Linked DNA regions of Zea mays: region 2 is linked to region 1. Evidence: chromatin contacts called from public Hi-C data. All regions are on one chromosome and are shown on one strand. Each heading gives the region's core, a stretch centred on a gene start, on an enhancer-like site or on the middle of the called end of the contact. The rest is flanking DNA. Distances are from core to core; before and after follow the strand shown.

Evidence for each region. A called contact is a pair of places that touch in the nucleus more often than the background predicts.
Region 2: a Hi-C map of tassel shows a contact between it and region 1, with 2.3 times the contacts expected there. The contact joins the promoter of LOC103627197 here to the promoter of LOC100304361 in region 1. A contact is called at or near these places in 2 of 25 Hi-C or Micro-C datasets (ear and tassel).

Annotation. Positions count from the first base shown.
Region 1 is chr5:167,421,743-167,427,446 of Zm-B73-REFERENCE-NAM-5.0, forward strand. It overlaps LOC100304361 (farnesylated protein 3), which reads left to right and starts at 2,720. Exons shown (of 5, transcript NM_001165799.1): 1 at 2,720-2,975; 2 at 3,076-3,280; 3 at 4,289-4,503; 4 at 4,651-4,738; 5 at 5,576-5,704. The coding sequence starts at 2,967.
Region 2 is chr5:167,625,654-167,631,466 of Zm-B73-REFERENCE-NAM-5.0, forward strand. It overlaps LOC103627197 (DNA polymerase epsilon catalytic subunit A), which reads left to right and starts at 4,464. Exons shown (of 49, transcript XM_008647495.3): 1 at 4,464-4,839; 2 at 5,519-5,584; 3 at 5,654-5,713. The coding sequence starts at 4,633.

The sequences.
Region 1 (5,704 bases), core at 1,470-3,969:
TCACAAAAGCTACAAAAATGACAAACTCAAGATCGGTCAAACTGGAGTCGACCGAACCTCTATCGGTTGAGCCTAGTCAGTGGTCTCACTAAAACCATGGCCGAGCGCAATCCAGTCGGACCTCCATCGGCTAGGTTCCAGTCGGTCAGGTTTCAGTCGGCACGACTTCAGTCGGTCGGATTTTAGTTGGCTAGATTTCAGCCCAATGAATCACGTTTAATACGGCAAACCAAAACCTTTCAAAAGCAAGATTGTGAAGACCTTTGAGTTAATTGATGCTCAAATTAATTCAAATCTCAGGGGCTACACCCATTGTGTGTACCTACGGTGCACCCAATGGATACAAAGATGGATCAAAGCCTCACCTAGAAGCAAGATTGAGAAGACCTTTGAGTTGATTGATGCTCAAATTAATTCAAAGCTTGGGGCTACACCCATTGGGTGCACCTGGATACAAAGATGGAGCAAATTTGCACTCAAAAGCTTAGAAAAGTCAAAGGGCACAATTCTTCCTTAGAGTCTTGAGCCCATTGCTCTTAAAAGTTGGCTTGAGCCTCGGGGGCTTGTGGGAGATAGATATCCCCTAGGTTCTCATGAACATAGAAACACATCATGGGCCGCCTGATAGGCCTCCTGATGGCTTGCCTAGCGAGACAGGCCATTGGGCCACAACCAGGCCGGACAAGCTCGATCTAGGAAGACGAAGACCGGACGTCCGAGTTATGCACAGACCGAAGCGCTGATATCTCGAGCGAAGAGGTTGCACACACCTGAAGGGCTAACACACTCGGTTAAGGACGCTACTGAACTCCGGATAAGTAGGAATACATGCCACGTTAAAGGAGGGTTTAGGTAGAGTAGATAGTGATCACAACTTGTAAAGGGATAACCCTCTGGTCACCTATACAAGGCCGATGGGGTAACCCTACGAAACATCTCATACCATCTCTCATCGGCCACATCCTAGCACCATCTCAAAGCTCATTAGCCCTCTTGTAGCAACCACACGCTACTAAATCGGCAGGAGAACTCATCCTCCACCACCCTTAGCTCATTTGTAATCCGTGTACCCTAGTGCAATTCCAATATATAGTCTCAACAAAAAGTAGGTTGTTACGCATTCTATCGACCCAAACCTGTATAAATCCTTGTGCAATCTGACGTGCTCCGGCACGTACCATCGAGTTGCAATCAACGACACCGTCCTGCTCAAAAGCATCGCGTAGGGAATCCCATGGTGCACAGTCGGGTCATAAACACCGACATACTCGTACCCGCATCGATGAAAAAACCCATCGGGTAACCCATACCCTATTAGATACCCGCTAAACACATATTAAATAGCATAAATCTAATGAATATATGGTGTATTTGAAATTATAAATAATAAAATGTAAGTAAATAAAAGAAGAGAAATAATTGAGAAACGTGTCGAGTATATGAGTTTCGGGTACTCATTGCCATTTCTAGAGAAGAGCCTACGACAAGCCTGATTAGAGCATCTCCAAAAGAAGATAAATAATTAAGTAATATAGAAACATGCAAGGTGATCATGTTTTTAGCTAATATATATTTATATGTACAGAATTTAGTAGATTATTATATATATAGCTGAGGTGAGTATAAATTACACATGGATATTCGGGTATGGGTAGTATATATCTATACTTGTACCATACCCACTTTTATATTAGGTAAAACGTGTCGAGTATATGAGTTTCGGGTACTCATTGCTATTTTTAGAGAAGAGTCTACGACAGGTGTGATTAGAGCATCTCCAAGAGCTCTCCAGAAAATAACTCCTCAAAATCAGTTTTAAGGGACATCTAAATAATTAGTGGGGGTAGATTTTAATCCTTACTCCAACGGATGCCTTAGGGTGCGTTTGGTTGGAGAGTCAAATATAATAGAGTGGCTCCATTCTAGTATTTGAGAATAAAGTCATTCTATTCTGCGTTTGGCAAGAATAACAGAGTCGTTCCATTTATTGTTTGGTTGAAGAGTAGAATAGAGCGGAGCCGTTCGATTATTTGTTTGGTTCGAGAGCCATATGAGTATAGAGGGGAGGATGGGAGGGAGAGCGATCACGTCCAGGAGAACGCTCGCATCCGGTTGTTTTTGTGGAGCGGTAGCGTTTCAACTACTTATAGTAAATTTTCATAAGAGGTCCAGGAGCCACTACACTCTTATTTTGTTGGAAACCAAACAACCAGAAAATTAGAATGGAGCCACTCTATTCTTTCCCACTCATCAACCAACCGCACCCTTAAAGCGGCAGATTGTTTCTAGGGAGCCTAAAAAACTCCTCATTTGTAGCTATAAATGGGGAAGTTTTAAGGGCTATAAAAAAATTGCGAACGCTTTAGAAAAAATGTTGGAAACATATTTTTATGTTTTTTCAAAAAACTATATTTAGAATACTTTAAGAAGAGGACATATCCTGTGCAATCACTCATTTTGGTGCAAGCGTGAAATCAAACTATCCAGAGCATCTAATCTAGATCCAACGGTTTCATATGGAAGGAGTTAAAAATAAAATAGGTATTATGTTTTAGGTGGAAGGGATTAAATATAAAATAACAGTCATCATTAGATCTAGATCGGATGCACCAGATCGCTTGATTGAATGTTTGCATCAGGATAAGTGATTGCATAGGATATTTCTCCCTTTAAGAAACTGTTGAAGATGCTCTTAATTGCAACGCATTTTCAGTGCGGACCGGCGGCCTGACCCACTAACCCGCCGCACCGTCGTCCCCGCTAGGCGCTGGCCTCTGGCCCCTTGCGGCGCGCGGTGCGTTACAACTTACAAGTAGCGTCAGTGAGTTACAGCCAGCCAAAAGTTACCTACAGCTCACTCCCAACGGAAGCAAGAACCACCGCTCACTCACTCGCCATTCGGCAGAGGCGTGACTGACTGAAACTGAGCACTAGGGCTTTGAGAGTGCAGCAGAGGAGGGCGAACCATGGGCGAGGTAATGCCTGCTGCTTCTTGGCGGCGATGCTCTGAGCCTCTGACACTGGGAGAGGTGCGGGAAGATCTTGATGTGCTTTGTTTTGTCTGTGTTGGTGCAGGAGGAGAAGGCGAAGGAGGCGGCGCCCCCGGCCGACAAAGTAAAGGAGGCGGAGGAGAAGAAGGGCGAGGGGGGAGGAGGGGAGGAGAAGAAGAACGAGGCCCCGTCTCTTCCACCGCCGCCGCCGGAGGAGGTGGTCATGCGGGTCTTCATGCACTGCGAGGGTTGTGCGCGCAAGGTCAAGAAGATTCTCAAGGGATTTGATGGTAATAGATTACCTCTTCTCTTTTCTGATGTACTTTGTGCCGTTGTGTTCTTGTATACTGTTTTGTTTTTTAACAGGATGTGTTCTTGATAGTTGGCATACTATTAGTTGTTATTTTTTTCTCTCCGATTTCCTAACAGGACCTCGCATATTGGCACTGTTAGCTCTGCTCTTCTTCCATGGTTACAAAAATCATGTTGAAATCTGCATTTTTTTTTGTTTTTTTCTGTTTTCCCATGTTTTATTTGAAATCAGGTTCCTCTATCTGAATCATGGAGTGAGTTTCTACGGTACTTCTGGAAAAAGGGCAAACTTTTGTAGTTTTTGTAGTCATTTGAAATGTAACCAAGTTATTTGTGTACTGCATCGCTTTAAGGGAACGTTTAAAGGCGTCTCTTTCGTAAGGTGCGAGTTTGAAAATTTTCTCCTTTTTTTAATCTACTGGTCATTTTCTCTTTGTACTTGTGCATCATCATAGTACATACAGTACATGGCGGCGCCACTTGTTTCCAGATGACTTCTATGATATTGACTCTGGATAGCAATTTTTATGCGAAACCATGTGGGTGTTTTAGTTACATTTGAAAACGTTAGGTGTGCAAATACTTGCTTCGAGGAGACCACTCTGAGTCGCACGTTATCCTGTGTTAGTGGTGAAACAATTTAGATCCCAGCAACCTTAACGCCCAATCAAGTATCTCATAATGCAGACGACTCCAGTTTAGTATATGCCTCTCTGGGCATATGTTCAAAAAGTTTCCAGGTTGCCTTAAAAAAGATGTAACCCTTCTGTCTGTCATCTGATGTTGGTAATTGGATTATGGTAAAGATTCTGCCATTCTGGGTATGCCATAAGTTTAACTAATTATTGTATCCTCAACTCGGAACTGAAGTTCCACGAATTTATCTGAAATTTGTATGCTGCCTCTTTATGCAATTATTTTTGTGCAAATGTGTGAGTCGTTTAATTGAGCTTCTAGAGTCTGAATACTGGTTTTGTGATGTGCAGGTGTTGAAGATGTTATTGCAGATACGAAGGCACACAAGGTGGTCGTTAAGGGGAAAAAGGCAGCTGCTGACCCAATGAAGGTGGTGGAACGGGTGCAGAAGAAGACAGGCCGCAAGGTAGAGCTTCTCTCACCAATGCCACCACCGAAAGAAGAGAAGAAGGAAGAGGAGAAAAAGGAAGAACCTGAGCCACCAAAAACCGAGAAGAAAGAGGAGGTGAATTATCCTTACCTAGATTCTTGAACACACTGCATTGCCATTTTTACTTCCAAATATTTGCCGCATCAATTTTATGGGCATTGTGTACTGCTATTGTTTCTATGATATGGGACTGAGACATTGATGTTTTGTTTTGTACTAAAGGCAACGGTGCTCGCTGTGGTGCTCAAGGTGCATATGCATTGTGAGGCTTGCACACAAGTGATCAAGAAGAGAATCCTCAAGATGAAAGGTATAAATTTGTTGCTATTATGTTGCATGCACCAACCAGTTCAACTAAAAAAATAAGCTGATGAAGTGAGGTGGACAATTCACTTGTATTTTAACACTCCGCATCTCGTCGAGCCTCTCTCAGGGTTCAACCAAAAAAAATAAGCTGATGAAGTGAGGTGGACAATTCACTTGTATTTTAACACTCCGCATCATATCGAGCCTCTGAGCCCTAGACATTGAATATGAGTGAGCATGTTTATTTAATTGTGCTAACCAGAATTCGAACTCGTAACCTTTGCCTCTGATACCATATTAAGCTGCATGCATCAATCAGTTCAACCTTTGCCTCTGATACCATATTAAGTTGCATGCAATGCATCAATCAGTTCAATCGAAAAGCTTACACTGATGGAGAGAGAGGCGGACAGTTCACATCATAACATAGCTTTCCATTAGTTCACTAAAGTCTTCTTGTGATGGATGATGTTTTATATTTTTAGCAAGGTACATCAAACTTCAATGATTACACCAGTCAAGATTCAGTCTGTCTGTGGAACTTGATAACTATTACGCTGTTTCAATTTCTGCTTGGTACAAGATATGCTTGGTCTTGTACTCTTGTCTCCTTGTATTCGACTGAGAGGTGCACTGAACATGTAGTTAACATGTCACAAAAACTACAAATAAATTTAGATTAAGTTCACTAGCTTTACTTTTTTAACAAAAAATATCTTTAAATGAGAACAGTGCAAATTATGCTGTATATTGTCAATTAACTATTACTTCAGTTAGCGAATGTCAAATCAAGGCAGACATATCAAGAATTCAGTAATTAATTTGTAATGTGGCCTTGCAGGCGTGCAATCTGTAGAGGCAGACCTCAAGGCTTCTCAAGTCACTGTGAAGGGTGTGTTCGAGGAGGCCAAGCTGTCTGATTATGTGTATAGGCGCACTGGCAAGCACGCTGCTATCGTCAAGTCTGAGC
Region 2 (5,813 bases), core at 3,214-5,713, 210 kb after region 1:
CCCTTGGCGTAGACGGAAGCGACCGAGCTCCCCTTCGATCGTTTCCCGCTTGGTGATTTTGGTGAGTTCATCACCCTCGTGCGTGGTCTTGAGCACGTCCCAAACTTCCTTGGCGCTCTTTAATCCTTGCACCTTGTTGTACTCCTCCCTACTTAGAGAGGCGAGGAGTATGGTTGTGGCTTGGGAGTTGAAGTGCTCGATTTGGGCCACCTCGTCCTCATCATAATCCTCATCCCCTACGGATGGTACCTGTGCTCCAAACTCAACAACATTCCATATACTTTTGTGGAGTGAGGTTAGGTGATATTTCATTAAATCACTCCACCTAGCATAATCTTCACCGTCAAAGGTTGGCGGTTTGCCTAATGGAACGGAAAGTAATGGAGTATGTCTAGAAGTACGAGGATAGTGTAAGGGGATCTTACTAAACTTTTTGCGCTCATGGCGCTTAGAAGTTACGGAGGGCGCGTCGGAGCCGGTGGTAGAGGGCGATGAGGTGTCGGTCTCGTAGTAGACCACCTTCCTCATCTTCTTTTTCTTGTCCCCACTCCGATGCGACTTGTGGGAAGAAGCTTTCTTCTCCTTCCCCTTTCCCTTTTTGCGGGATTCTTCCGATGAAGCCTTCCTGTGGCTTGTAGTGGGCTTTTCGCCGGTCTCCATCTCCTTCTTGGTGTGATCTCCCGACATCACTTCGAGCGGTTAGGCTCTAATGAAGCACCAGGCTCTGATACCAATTGAAAGTCGCTTAGAGGGGGGGTGAATAGGGCGAAACTGAAATTTACAAAGTTAATCACAACTACAAGCCGGGTTAGCATTAGAAATATAATTGAGTCCGCGAGAGAGGGCGCAAAACAAATCTCAAGCGAATAAGAAGTGTGACACGCGAATTTGTTTACCGAGGTTCGATTCTTGCAAGCCTACACCCCGTTGAGGTGGTCACAAAGACCGGGTCTCTTTCAACCCTTTCCCTCTCTCAAACGGTCCCTCGGACTGAGTGAGCTTTCTCTTCTCAAATCAACCTGGAACAAAACTTCCCCGCAAGGACCACCACACAATTGGTGTCTCTTGCCTTGGTTACAAGTGAGTGTTTGATCACAAGAAAGAATGAGAAAGAAGAAAGCGATCCAAGCGCAAGAGCTCAAAAGAACACAACAAATCTCTCTCACTTAACACTAAAGCTTTTGTGGAATTTGGGAGAGGATTTGATCACTTGGGTGTGTCTTGTATTGAATGCCTAGCTCTTGTAAGTGGTGGTTGGAAGGTTGAAAACTTGGATGTCTTGAATGTGGGGTGGTTGGGGGTATTTATAGCCCCAACCACCAAACTAGCCGTTTGGTGGGGTTGTCTGTCGCATGGTGCACCGGACAGACCGGTGCACACCGGACAGTGTCCGGTGCGCCAGCCACGTCACCAGGCCGTTGGGTTCCGACCGTTGGAGCTCTGACTTCTGGGCCCACCTGGATGTCCGGTGGCGCACCGGACATGCACTGTAGAGTGTCCGGTGTGCCACTTCGCGCGTGCCTGACTTCTGCGCGCTCTGGCGCGCATTTAATGCTTCTGCAGGTGACCGTTGGCGCGAAGTAGCCGTTGTTCCGCTGGCTCACCGGACAGTCCAGTGCACACCGGGCATGTCCGGTGAATTATAGCGGAGCGAATTCCCGAAGCTGGCGAGTTTCTGAGACGCTCTTCCTTGGAGCACCGGACACTGTCCGGTGTACACCGGACAGTCCGGTGAATTATAGCGGAGCGCCTCTGGATTTTCTCGAAGGTGAGGAGTTCATCGTGAAGTCCCCTGGTGCACCGGACACTGTCCGGTGGTGCACCGGACATAGTCCGGTGGCACACCGGACAGTCCGGTGCGCCAGACCAGGGCTGCCTTCGGTTATCCCTTGCTCTTTTTGTTGAACCCAATTCTTGGTCTTTTTATTGGCTAAGTGTGAACCTTTGGCACCTGTATAACTTATACACTGGAGCAAAACTAGTTAGTCCAATTATTTGTGTTGGGCAATTCAACCACCAAAATCAATTAGGAACTAGGTATAAGCCTAATTCCCTTTCAGTTAGCTTCAATTCCTTTTGTTGACACAAGACACCCAAGAAATTTCCCCTTTACTCCGAAGACACATTTCTCTGGGTTGAGCTTGAGGCCGACCTTTCTGGCAAATGTTTCTTGTAAATCGGCGATGTGATTTTCTTGCTTGGTACTTTTCACTATGATATCATCGACATATGTTAGAATATTCCTACCAATCTGAGAGCTAAGGACTTTGACAGTCATTCTGCTGAAGCTTCTTCCGGCATTCTTGAGCCCATAGAGCATCCGAAGGTAGCAGTAGGTCCCACTAGGGGTTATGAAGCTTGTCTTGGACTTATCTTCCTTATTCATCCAGATTTGATGATAGCCTGAATCGCAATCTAATAGGATCATGAGCTCCAAAGTAGATGTTGCATCCATAAGGGAGTCTATTCTTGGCAAAGGGAACTCATCCTTCGGACATGCTTTATTGAGACCCGTAAAATCAATGCACATCCTACACTTTTCATTGGCCTTCTTCACCATCATAGTATTGGCTAGCCACTCTAGATATGTCACCTCCCTTACTCCGGCACTCAGGAGTCTGTTGACTTCGTTTCTTGCACCTTCGGCTTTGTCATCGGACATCTTCTGAAGCTTCTGCTTCCTTGGCCTGATAACTGGATCTACATTGAGTGAGTGCTCAATGACGTCTTTGTTGACACCACAAAGATCATTGGCTGACCAAGCAAATACATCCTTGTTGTTGAACAGAAACCTCAACAAAGTTTTTTCTTGTTCACCAGACAATTGAGACCCCAACAACACTTTCTGCTCGGTTATGTCTTCACATAGAAGTATGGGCTTCGGTTGATCTGTTGAGGCGGCCTTATCTCTTTTATGCTTATACTGTTGATGAGCTTCGGCTTCATCTATGTTATGGATGACCTCTGAATCTGTCCAGTTCACTTCGGCCCTTCTAGCAGCCTCTTGACTTCCATGCACAACTATGGGACCCTTGTCAGATGATATCTTCATGCATAGATATGTTGTATGAAGTATTGCTTCGAAGGCATTTAATGTCCCTCGACCAATGATTGCATTGCAGGGCTATTCCATATCAACAATGTCAAAAACAACTTGCTCTGTCCTTGTGTTATGAACATAACCGAAGGTGATTGGCATTGTTATTTTCCCGAGCGCCACTATCTGCCTTCCTCCAAAGCCACACAGGGGGTGTGTTGCATCATGTATCTTATCATCCTCCTGCTGCATCGGCCTGAAAGCTTTTGCAAAGATGATATCTGCTGCACTGCTTGTGTCTACAAGGACGTTGTGCACCAGAAACCCCTTGATGACACAAGATATGGCCATTGCATCATTATGGAGATAGTCCTTGAGCTAAAGGTCTTCCTAGGAGAAGGTGATTGGTATATGAGACCACTTAGATTTGATGAAGGGTCCATGCACTCCAACATGTTGTACCCTTCTTTGTGCCTCCTTTTTCTGCTTCTTATTAGCTGGTTCAGAACTTGAACTACCTGTGATTGGGAGCACCAGCTTCATAGTTGAAGGTGCCACGACTTGGGTTCCTTGCGAAGCCATTCTCACAGTCGTGGAAGTGAGTTCACCAGAGGTGGGCGCCAATGTTAATCACTTGTTCTCAAATGTTGTGAATCAAGAACAAGACAACACAATCGTTAAGCATTAAGGACATTCGTCTTCCGAAGCATTGCCTCCTCTTGGATTTAATGATCGTCGGGCGAAGGTCATGAAGGACATGCCTTCATCATTTCGTGAACAAATAAGAATACATAAAGATGAGAAATATAATTCATTGGTTCATTCACATTTATATTTTATAATATACACACGAATATCAGCAAAATTTACATTACATTGATACATTCGACTTGCTTGAAGGTGCTGATACGAGAATGATTACCAATCAGCGTGAACAGTACGAGGATATTGTTCACCAATTTATAGGCATGTGACGCAACCCAGGTAAAAATATATTTATAACCTTTAACATTTGTTCATAATCATAACATAAACCACTAGGGACTAGTTAGTCTTTTTTTCATCTGTTTGGTCTAAGCCGAAGCTAGTGGCAGCTTCGGCACTTGCCATTGTTTGCTTCTAGACGAGACCTTCGTCTTGAGGAGCTTCGGTAGAGAGAAAGAAAGTCTTCAGTATCAATTTACCGATGATGTCTTTGTCTTGAGTATCTTCGGTGGAGAAGAAGACCCCAACACCTAGTGCGGATGCTTTTTTTTTTGATAGGACTGCAATTCATCACCACAGACGTGAGATTTCACCTGTTAGATCGACGGACTCAATTATCCTCACTAGCGGGCCCCGGCTAGCAGGCCACAGAGATACAGGGGCCCGTGTAGGACGCAAACGAGAAAAGAAAGCGGCCCACAGCGGAACTGAAGCGCGCGGGAAAAGCCCCAACCGCCTTCAACTTTTGGCGCGCCTTTCTCCCCTTGCCAAAACCCAAATCTAGGGTTCACTCTTCCCCTTCCCCGGCGTGCAACGGCAGTCCAAACTATCCAAGCGGCCACTGGGCCAGCGCGTCTTCCATTCCCGCTCAACGGAGCGCACCTGCCAGCATGAGCGGGCGGCGGGGTCCAGCTGCCACAGGAGGCGGACGGGGAGGCGGAGGCGGAGGCGGCGGGAACTGGCGGCGGAGCGGGTCGGCGAAGGCGAAGGAGCAGCGGCTGCGCCTGGGCGCGGAGGAGCTCCTCGAGAGCCGGCTAGGATTCGCGCCATACACTGATGGGGAGCGGCGCCTCGGATGGCTTCTCACCTTTTCACCGGTGAGTTCGATCTCGCCCTCTCTGGTCTCTTCGTTGCAGTTGTTTTGGGTTGAGTCTCAACTGTGGATCTCCCGGGAATTAGGGGCGGACCTGCACGATGCCGTGATCCGCGTTGGATTGAATTGGCATACATTAGAAATGAGGTCGAAAGTCAAGTAGAAATGTGCAAATCAGCAAGAAAGATTTTAGTTTCTGTTTGGTTAGTATAGCTCTAGCCATTGAAGCGACTACCACCGTATGCTGGCAGGTAGGAACGCTCAGTGAATTTTGATGTAGCTTAGTGAAAACTTGTGTGCATACTAGTGTCTACTCACTAATATAACATCTTGAAATACCACAAAAACTGGTCCTTCTAGTTTCATATATAGAGCTACATAAATTGTTGAAATTTCATTGAATGTAAATAAAGTGTTTCAATGTAGATGATTCACAATATATTTTAAGGAGCGACTTGAAGGTTCTTGTCTTGTGAAACAGTATTATTTGACCCTTATTGTAAATATATTAATAAAAAGTTAAAAGAGAGAATTCATGTACTTAAAAAGAGGAAAAAGAAAAATACATGTCATCTGATCAACTGACATTACCTTAAATTTTCTTAATTGTAAAATGAAATCAAGACTGAGCTTTGTTTAAGGAAAAAAGTAAGATTACAATTTAACCCCTATAACACCTGCAGTCATCATGGGAAGACGAGGACACCGGAAAAATCTACAGCTGTGTTGACTTATACTTTGTATCACAGGTAAATTTTGCAATTACAATATGAGGCCTGTCTGAACTTCTATGTCTAACTTCGTATGGTTTCTTGCAGGATGGGTCTACGTTTAAAGTGAAATACAAGTTTCGGCCTTACTTTTATGCTGCGACCAAGGTGAGCTAGAGCTTGAGGTTTTATTCTAATATTCCCATCATAAAATTCGATCATGGAGAAACTTGAACCTTTTCTCATGCAGTATTTGTGTTTTGGTGTT